Regions from separate parts of the Capra hircus genome. Here region 2 is linked to region 1. A link is a contact called in public Hi-C data. All regions are on one chromosome and are shown on one strand. Each heading gives the region's core, a stretch centred on a gene start, on an enhancer-like site or on the middle of the called end of the contact. The rest is flanking DNA. Distances are from core to core; before and after follow the strand shown.

The links. Hi-C and Micro-C count contacts between places; a contact is called where the count stands out from the background.
Region 2: a contact with region 1 is called in a Hi-C map of blood, with 6 times the contacts expected there. The contact joins the promoter of EXOC7 here to the enhancer-like site in region 1. A contact is called at or near these places in 2 of 5 Hi-C or Micro-C datasets (both in blood).

The regions. Positions count from the first base shown.
Region 1 is chr19:54,642,734-54,647,778 of ARS1.2, reverse strand. It overlaps QRICH2 (glutamine-rich protein 2), which reads right to left. Exons shown (of 20, transcript XM_018064022.1): 3 at 3,005-4,450; 4 at 2,910-3,003; 5 at 1,455-2,783; 6 at 619-704. Among named protein-coding and RNA genes, the nearest start is that of QRICH2, 5.0 kb to the right of the region's middle. Within about 2 kb of position 2,583, at least 1 of the 5 cell types and tissues checked has an H3K27ac peak or open chromatin away from gene starts, as enhancers often do.
Region 2 is chr19:54,784,610-54,789,654 of ARS1.2, reverse strand. EXOC7 (exocyst complex component 7) reads right to left here and starts at 2,976. Exons shown (of 18, transcript XM_018063765.1): 1 at 2,799-2,976; 2 at 2,542-2,607; 3 at 1,238-1,422; 4 at 944-1,049. The coding sequence starts at 2,858.

The DNA.
Region 1 (5,045 bases), core at 1,334-3,833:
CACCTGAGCTACCAAGGAAGCCCGCGGATGTAGAGAGCTGGCATTAAGAGAATGACTGGGGAGTCAGTCATTCCCTGGTAGTCCAGTGATTAATACTTCACCTTCCAGTGCAAGGGATATGGGTTCAATCCCTGGTAGGGGAGCTAAGATTCCCACATGCCTCAGGGCCAGAAAACTAAAACATAAAAAAACCAGAAGCAATACTGTAACAAATTCAATAATGACTTTAAATATCATCCACCTCAAAATAAAAACCTTAAAAGGAGACAGAGAGAAGGGCTGAAGACCTAACAGCCCCTCGCCATGACTGCTGGCCCCAGACAGTCCCACAAACTCCAAGGCTGCTCCAGGGACAGTGGGGGTTACTGGAAATGACCACATGTAATGAAAGGAGCCCAGGCCACCTTGCTGGCTCAGTGGAATCTTAATAGCTTTGAATGTCAGGTTTTAGATTCAGGAAAGAAACACACTCAAACCTGGGGTGTGTTTCCCATCGGAGGGGACTGTAAAGATCCATGTGATAGTAACAGAGGTGAGAGGACTGTGCAGTCCATGAAAATGGAAATGGGAAGCGGGGTTGTTGGCACTGGAAGGCAAGGCAGGTGGACCCTCCCTTACTTTTGCTTTTTCTTGTTGAATTTCTTTGGTCAAGGCCTTTAAGGTCTTCAGCTGTTCCTGCAGGTCAGGGGGTATGGACTTCTTGACTATGGAGAACAGAGATCTTAGAGTCAGAAAAATCAGATTTCTAATGGCTCCCAATCCCCGCCTCACAATGAAGAACAACATGGATCGTTTATCTGGCTTTTCCTGGGGGCTGGGGTAGAGAGGGGATGGGAAGAAAGGAGTGTCTTTTCAGGGCTCCCCTGGGGGCTCAGTGGTAAAGTATCCACCTGCAATGCAGGAGACATGGGTTCGATCCCTGGGTCAGGAAGATCCCCTGGAAGAGGAAATGGCAACCCACTCCAGCATTCTTTTTCTTTCTTTCTTTCTTTCTGTTGAATATTTATTTGGCTGCATCGGGTCTTAGTTGTAGCACTCAGGGTCTTTGTCGTGTGGCTCGAGGGCTTCTCTCTAGTTTTGGTGTGCGGGCTAAGTTGCCCTGCAACATGTGGGATCTAGTTCCCTGACCAGGGATCGAACGCGTGTTCCCCTGCACTGGAAGGCGGATTCTTAACCGCCGGACCACCAGGGAAGTCCCCACTCCAGTATTCTTGCCTGGGAAATCCCATGGTCAGAGGAACCTGGTGGGCTACAGTTCATGGGGCTGCAAAGAGTCAGACATAAGTTAGTGACTAAACACCAACAACTTGGACCCTTAAAGGCTATGGGAGAACCCAGAATGGCTGAGAATGGAAATGCCGTTTTCGGGGGTCTCAGGCAGAGGCACAGGAGGAGAAAAGGATGAAATCAGCCGAGGAGGACAACAGCCTCTCCTCTGTGCCTGCAGCACCCACCCATCAGTGCCAGCAGGTACTGGATCTTCTCCAAGTCCGTTAGGCCAGCCTGTTCCTCATTCAGGTCCTTTATGTTCTCCTTAAGCTCCATGTAGAGGGCAATAATCTCTCCCATCATACGAAATGTTTCCACGGCCATGGGGAAGCTGGGAGCCAGTTTATCCAGTGACTCACGTCTCTCACTCTGAGTATCACTCCTTTCGGATGAGCCTCGGTCCAGATAGTCAAGGGAGTATGTGCTCTTGGGAACGGGGGCCTCTTGGCCTGGGGAAGTCTGAATAGAAACTCCAGGTTGGCTTAAAACATATAGTTCTTTTGGACCCACACCTACCTGGACGTGCTGATCTACACCTTGATACCCTGGGCCACCATACATTAGGCCCTGGGAGTCTGGGATAGAGTCGGGAACAGCCTGGTCACGCTGCTCTGGTTCAGGTGTTTCCAAATGCTGTTGATCCTGGGGTGCAGATCCTACAGCTGTGCTTAATGGTCTTGGGCCACGCTGCTGCAAACCTTGTCGATACATTTCTCGTAGTACCAAAGCTTCTCGGTCTGTACCTGATGGTGTCAGACCTTGACTGGATAGGAGTGATGACACCTGACCATACTGATCCCTGCCAGGAGGTGCCACACCTTGCTGGTATGGGCGTGGTGATGTGAAACTTCGAAAATCGGCACGGTATGTTGGAAACCCGAGAAGCTCTGTGCCTGGTGGTATTATGCTTCGACCTGTGCCAGATTGCCTCCCCCAATGTGGATCTATTACAGGCTGAACCAAACCCTGCTGATCGGCACCAGGCTGCATGAAGCCACGTGGATAGGCCCCAGGTTGGATCAAACCACCTGGATAGGCACCAGTCTGGACCAGACCAGGAGGATATGCCCCAGGTGGGACCAAGCCAGGCATAGATATATTAGGTTGAAAAAAGCCATGTCGACCTCTATCAGGCTGTACTAAACCATACTGATCCACTTGAGGTTGCACCAACCCAGGCTGACCTGCAGCAGGCTGGATCACACCAACCTGGCCTGCACCGGGCTGGATCACACCAACCTGGCCTGCACCGGGTTGGATCACACCAGCCTGACTTTCACCGGGCTGCACCACACCAGCCTGGCCTGCACTGGGCTGCGCCACACCAGCCTGACCTGCACCAGGCTGCACCACACCAGGCTGGCCTGCACTGGGTTGGATCACACCCATTTGACCTGCACCAGATTGCACCAGACCAGGGTGACCCACACCAGGCTGCACCAAACCTCGATGATACATTCTAGGTGGCACCAAACCTCGTGGATACATTCTAGGCTGCATGAAACCAGGCTGATCTATACCAGGTTGGACCAAACCTCGCGGATAAATTTCAGGTTGCACCAAACCTCGCGGATACATCCCAGGTTGCACCAAACCTCGCGGATACATTCTAGGCTGCATTACACCAGCCTGGCCCGCACCGGGCTGCACCACACCAGCCTGGCCCGCGCCGGGCTGCACCACACCAGCCTGGCCCGCGCCGGGCTGCACCACACCAGCCTGGCCCGCGCCGGGCTGGCACCACACCAGCCTGGCCCGCGCCGGGCTGCACCACACCAGCCTGGCCCGCGCCGGGCTGCACCACACCAGCCTGGCCCGCGCCGGGCTGCACCACACCAGCCTGGCCCGCGCCGGGCTGCACCACACCAGCCTGGCCCGCGCCGGGCTGCACCACACCAGCCTGGCCCGCGCCGGGCTGCACCACACCAGCCTGGCCCGCGCCGGGCTGCACCACACCAGCCTGGCCCGCGCCGGGCTGCACCACACCAGCCTGGCCCGCGCCGGGCTGGACCACACCAGCCTGGCCCGCCCGCCCCCCCCGGCCCGCGCCGGGCTGCACCACACCTGCCTGGCCCGCGCCGGGCTGGACCACACCAGCCTGGCCCGCGCCTGGCTGGACCACACCAGCCTGGCCCGCGCCGGGCTGCACCACACCAGCCTGGCCCGCGCCGGGCTGCACCACACCAGCCTGGCCCGCGCCGGGCTGCACCACACCTGCCTGGCCCGCGCCGGGCTGCACCACACCAGCCTGGCCTGCGCCGGGCTGGATCATTTCATGCTGCTCTGTGCCAGGTTGTATGAAGCCAGATGTTCCCAAATTGGGCTGTACAAAAACTTGCTGATCCATGGGATATATTACAAATCCATGCTGATCTACACCAAGAGGTACCACCCCAGACTGATATGTGCCAAGTGGTCCCATACCACTCTCATCCATTCCAGGAAGTTGATATGTGCTAAGCGGAACTGTACCAGGCTGTTCTGATCCTGGCTGATCTCTGCCATGTGCCAATGGTGGCACCGCATCACTCTGAGCCATGCCAGCTAGTACCAATTCCTGCTCATCCATTCCAGGCAGCATCACTCCAACCTGATCCACACTGATGGGAACCATGCCAGGCACGTAAGTGCTGGGATACAGCAATTCAAGCTGATCTGAATCAAACGATCCGAATCCATATTGATCTGGCCTTGCATAGAGGTGGCCTTGGCTAGCAAACACTCCCCTGTGCTGATCTGGGGACATCTGAGGGTGTTGATCTCTGGGCAAGGACACATCCTGATACACTGGGCCAAGGTGGGCATCCCGTTCATCTCTGCGTAGATGCCCTGAGCTGTGCTTCTCTCTAGACCGGCGGCGATCTGGCTCTGCCCTCAACTGGGACGTAGATGGCGGATGGGGTCTGGCCAGGCCAGCTTCATCACGGGCCCTTAAGTGCTGTTCTCTAGCCGGAAACCCAGTGGCAGAGGAAACTCTGCTTCGTTCCCTGCCAGGAGGCCCATCGAAGGGGTATCCTATGCCACTGCTTCCTGAAAAGGTGTTGTCTGTGATAAAACCAGCAGAGTCCACAGCCTGGTCATCACTTGGATGCTTTGTGGAGACTCCACTTGGAATTAGGTCACTTGATGTTATGGAACTCTGTCTTTTGTGCCGCTGAAGTCCTGTTGATGACTCTGAGATCTGGTGAAAGAGGAAGAAAGAAATCAGTGTCTCTAAGGAAAAAGTACTCATGATAGGAGGGTAGGAAGTCTGGGGTATCTGATGAAGATGATTTAGAGCCCTTGGGGAAAAAACATGCACCCTTACAAAACTAAGCTGGACACAAAGACTGACTTTGACACCCTTGAAAGGCAGTTCTCCAGATTTTTGAGTCTGTACATTTGTAAATGGTCTCCTTATATGTAATTTTCCTCATAGAAGACAGGAGGGGGGAGATCCCTAGTGGTGCAGTAGTTAAGAATCTACATGCCAGTGTGGGGCACATGGGTTTCATCCCTGGTCTGGGAAGATTCACATATCGTGAGGCAGCTAAACCTGCACACCACTACTACTGAAGCCCACGGGCATAGATACCCCATGCACCACGACAAGAGAAGGCACCGCAGTGAGAAACCCACGCGCTGCAACTAGAGGATATTCCCCACTCGCCACAACTAGAGAAAGGCCACACATGGCAATGAGAACTCAGCACAGCCAAACTATAAATTAAAAAAAAAAAGGTTGGGGGGAAACCTGCTAAATCACGTGATCAACTCCAACTTTTATTGTGTCTAGA
Region 2 (5,045 bases), core at 1,727-4,226, 140 kb before region 1:
TACTAAGCTTTATACTTCAGATGGGTAAAATTTTATTGGTATGTGAATTATATCTCAATAAAGACGCTTTAAAAATAGAAGAGTTGGAGTGTTTCTGCGTACTTGAAAAGTAAGTCCTCTAGGGTAAACCTGGAGTTGTATATTTTTTTGTCTTCTTCTCTAGCCCACCCCCAAACCCAAGTTCTAGCACAGAGCTCTTCACTCTGTGACCTGAACTTGGTAGAGATCCTCAAGAACAAAGTTCTCCAACCCCTGACATTCCAATCTCTGAGTCTAGGCTGCCCACTGATGGGTTGCAGTATAGTGGTTATAGCGGTGTGTCCCCTCTGGGTTACTAGTGTGACAGTGTACTGATCCTGCAGTCTTCTGTGTAGCCAGGTGGCAATGGTTATACAACGTGAATGTCACTGAACTGTTCCCTTCAAGATGGTTAGAAATGGTAATTTTTATATTATTTATTTTTCAGTACAATAAAAAATACCCATGCATTTATAAAAATCAAATGTTAAATCTGTATTTCATAGGTAACTTGTAATGTGCATTCTCTGGTGGCTCAATGGTAAAGAACCTGCCTGCCGATGCAGGAGATCTCTGGGTTGAGAAGATCCCCTGGAGAAGGAAATGGCAACCCACTCCAGTATTCTTGCTTGGGAAATCCCATGGACAGAGGAGCCTGGCAGACTACAGTCCACGGGGTTACAAAAGAATCAGACACAACTCAGCAACTAAACAACAACTTATAATTTAGCTAAATTATTAAAATGCAATCAAAATGTAGACCTGTAATTTCTGAAACAGAGATTTCAATGTCTGTAGTATGTGCATGGTACTATATACTTCTCTTCATTCGACTATATTATCTTTTAGCTGGTTCAGTGTCTCATGAGACCCAGACAGGGATTGGTGTCTCCCAACCTCTCACATCACTCTGCTGGCCCCTTACCACTTTGTTGAGCTCTGGGCTGTCTGGGCTATTGTCCTGGAAATACTCCACAGCCTTCTGAATCTTGGCCATGCTTCCCAGATACTCCTCTAGCCTACCTGTGGGCCTGGAAAGGAGAAGAGCCATATTAGCCCGGGTAGATGGAAGATAAATAGGAAGGACTAAGGGAATGGTATTTGGAAATGGTGAACAGAATTAACACAGGGGACTCTAGACTCATATATATTCTACCCCACTTCCAAAGCCTACTGGTCCAAGAGGCGTTAGGAATGTGACCCTCTGGTCCAAGCTCACCCCTCTCTGATGATCTTTTCAGTGTCACTGGCCACGTGGTAGTAGCTGATGACATGGTCCAGACAGGACAGGGTCTTCTCGACATTCTCCTGCAGCCGCTGCAGGTTCTCCGTCTGCTTGTGCACGGGGATGATGGAGTTCTCCAGCTTCATAAGGCGACTTTCAAAGGATGACAGGATAGACACCTACGGGGGGAAGCCCCGTGCTCTCAGGCCTCAGGGTTGTCCCAGCACTGCTTCTGCCCCTCGCCAGGTCTTCGCATTTGCTGCCTTTTCTCTGGTTTTCTAGACAGTATGCTCCAAGAGGAGACGGACAGGGTATACTTATTCCCCACTGTATCCCCAGGATCTACCATGTGCCTGGCAGATCGGAGGTGGCCCAAATAAATTGGCTGAAGTTTGATTTGAAGGCGAGGCAACCGTTACATTAACTTCTCAGAAAATCACCTCAGGATGGCTTCCCTTCTACCCTTTAAAGCCAGATCTCAACTTATGTTCTCCCTGATGCTTTCCTAGACTGAACAGGAACTAGTTTCATATAGAGTAGCCTCAAATGCATTCCTGGTACCTTCAAACCCCCTCTCTCTAAGGCTAAATCTCATTAAGTAAGGACTAGCACCTGATGACTGTGTTACTGAATACATACCCACCTTCCTATCTACTACTCAGTTTGGGTTTTCCAGGCTCTTTTCGGAATAAGAAAGGAAGTTCATGTTTATTGAGTACCTACTGTATACCAGATACTGTGCAAGAGGCATTTCCATTCATTAGCTTCTATGACCTTCACAGCTACAATGGAGATTGGCATCGTCTATTTTAGCAGAGGAGGTAACTGAGGCTCAGCGTTACCTGTCAGGAGCCACACACAAAAAAGTGGAGGGGCAAGGGCTAGATCCTGCATCTATCTGATTTCTGACTCATTCTACCCCTCCACCTCTCCAGAGTGACAGCTGAGTCTCCTGCCCTCAGTAATCTCAGAAGTGGTACCCCCACCCGTGATACCCGCGCTTAAACTAAGGGTGACCCATGGCCAGTACCCAGCCCACTTAAGTCAGTCTCACTAAATGTTTGCGGAAGGAGAGAAAGAAGAATGGAGAACTTAGGCAGAAAGCAGATATGTGGGGGGGCTGCCGCATTCTCAGCGAAGTGGCGGGCAAGGGGAAGAGAGTGTAAGAAGTGTAACACTGTTGCTAGAGAAACCCAGACGTTAACACCCATCACCACCCAGGCCAGAAGCCTCAGGCTTTAGGTACCAAACCCCTGGGTCGCAGCGTCTGGAGGCCCTCCCAGCGAGGGGTTACTCACCATGTTCTTGGTGAGCTGGTCGCTCTTCTCCAGGCTGTCTCGGATGAAGGACAGCGTCTCCTCCTCCTGCGGGGGGGAGGGGAGGACATCACCAGAAGCCAGAGACCACCGCATCCCGGCTCCACAGCCTCGCCCGGACCCTATCGCCCGCGGCCCCCTCCACTCCTACTACCTCCCCTCCCTGAGTGGACGCCCGGCCCGGATCTCGGCCCCTTCCCTCACCTCCTCCCTCCCCCGCCCCGCCTCCCCAGCCCCACCTGCTTTAGCTTGTCCTCGATCTCCCGCCGCCGGGCGGACGCCTCCTGCGGGGGAATCATGACTTCGACCCTCCCTGCGAGCGGCCCCACAGCCCAGCGTCTCGCTTCAGAGGGCCCTCTCGGCTCCCGTCCCTGTCACACCCACTTCCGCCCATGGCCCCCCTCCCCGGGGCCCGTTTGCCGCCATGTTGGGAGTGGCAGGCGGAAGTGCGCCTGCGTGGAACTCAGGGACAGGGGAACCCGGCAGGTGGCCATCTTGGGTGTGGCGGGGAGGTGCACCCGGGTTTCACCTTGATGCGTGTTGCCACACTCATCAGAGAAGGTTCTCTAGCGGTGTTTTGTCCCGCAGCTGGCACAACAGTTACAGCTCACTTGCCGTCTTCGTGGGAAGGCTGACTCTTTTCACAAAGATTAATAACAAATTCGTTTGTCTGGATCCAGGCACAGATGAGGTGTTCCCCCGCAAAGCGCAGCACAGAGCTTGTCACACAGCAGGCGCCTAATGTTTGCTCATTTAATGACCGAGGGACCTATGTAGTCGTGTCCCCCTTCGGCCCTAAAAGCTCTCACGGAATGCGCCCTGTGTGCAAGCCCTGGCCCGGGCAAAGAATGGTCGCCCATGGCCCCAGCGGCATCCATAACTACAAGCCCGTGAGGGGCTTGGCCGAATTCCTGGGGTAGGAGGGGTTCTGGGAGCACTCATCCTGGGGACTGGGATGGGACCGGAGAGAAGCTCCAAGCGCCACACTAAGGTGTCTGTTTTGGAAAGAGAGACATGGTTTTATTTGCTGGGGGTGAGGGCCGGGCCGCGGGTAGAGAGTGGCTTCAGCAGTGTATTTGCCCAGGTCTGGAAACAGTGCAAGGGGAAGGCTGAAAAAGTCCAGACCTGTCCGAGGGGTTAGAACCCAGGTGGTGTTCTCAGTGATGGAGACGCTGAGGCCTATCTGCCGGTGCTCAGACACAAGGGGAGCGTTTCTCATAGGGCCGCTGAGGACATCAGAAAGGCCTGGAGGGCTGGTAGGGACCCTCCTGCAAGGGGCCAAAATGTCTCAGCTCCTTTGCCCAGAGTCTCCTCTAATTAGGGGCCAGCCAGGGGTGGGGAGGTGGCCCTGGGTCAGGGTTCCTGCAGGGATGAATGTTTTAGATTCACCACAGACACAGCTCCTGCAAAACCTAGTATTACTCCCTCCTCCATTGCAGAGGCTCACCCTGCCCCTGGTCTCACCCTGGGGTGCTAAGTGGCTGCACAGCTTTGTTGAGGCATCCAGGTACAGGAAGACAGACAGTGAAGCATATGCTGGTGGGTGAGGTTTGGGGGGCATCAAGTTATAGGGCTCCCAAGGCTCTCCCAGGGGCCAGCCAGTTCCACAAAAAGGAGGAAGAAGTGGGACTGAGCCCCTGGAGAGGGATTGGACAGCTTTCTTTTGGGGCGAGAGGACAGTTTCAGATCTGGTTGATGGCCGTGAAAGTACTGATGAAGGAAATACCTGGGAGGTGCACCCCTATTGCAGATGAGAGAGATAAAAAGGCAGAATCCTTGTGTAAGGACACCTAAGATGACTCCATTGAGGCGGTCCTTGTGCAGTCCTGAGAACTAAGTGAAAGGAAAAGTTTAAATTGTTAGCAGCCAGCGAAAAGAAAAAGTGGACTAGAGAGCTTTGGTGGAAAGGCCTTTGGGCTCAGATGGACCAGCCCTAAGAGCCTCATTCAACACTTAACCTCTCTGACTAGCACCCAGCCCACAGTAGACACTCCAGAAGATAGGAATAACATCATCTCAAGAAGAAATCCTTTACGGCTGTGGACAAATACTTTGAGCTTTTTATATTCTCATTGCAATTTTGTAAACTATATACATGTGTGTTTTGTATTTTCTCAAATATCCTTCTCTAAGGGCAATTTGCTTGCTCCTTGTGAGGAAAGCTATGACAAACCTAGACAATGTATTAAAAAGCAGACACACTTTGCAAAGATCCATATAGTCAAACATGTGATTTTTCCAGTAGTCATGTAAAAATATGAGTTGGACCATAAAGAAGGCTGAGCACGGAAGAATTGATGCTTCCAAACTGTGTTGCTGGAGAAGATCCTTGAGAGTCCCTTGGACAGCAAGGAAATCAAACCAGTCAATCTTAAAGGAAATCAATCTTGATTATTCATTGGCAGAACTGATGCTGAAGCTTCAAAACTTTGGCTGCCTGATGCGAAGAGCTGACTCATTGGAAAAGATCTGATACTGGGAAAGAC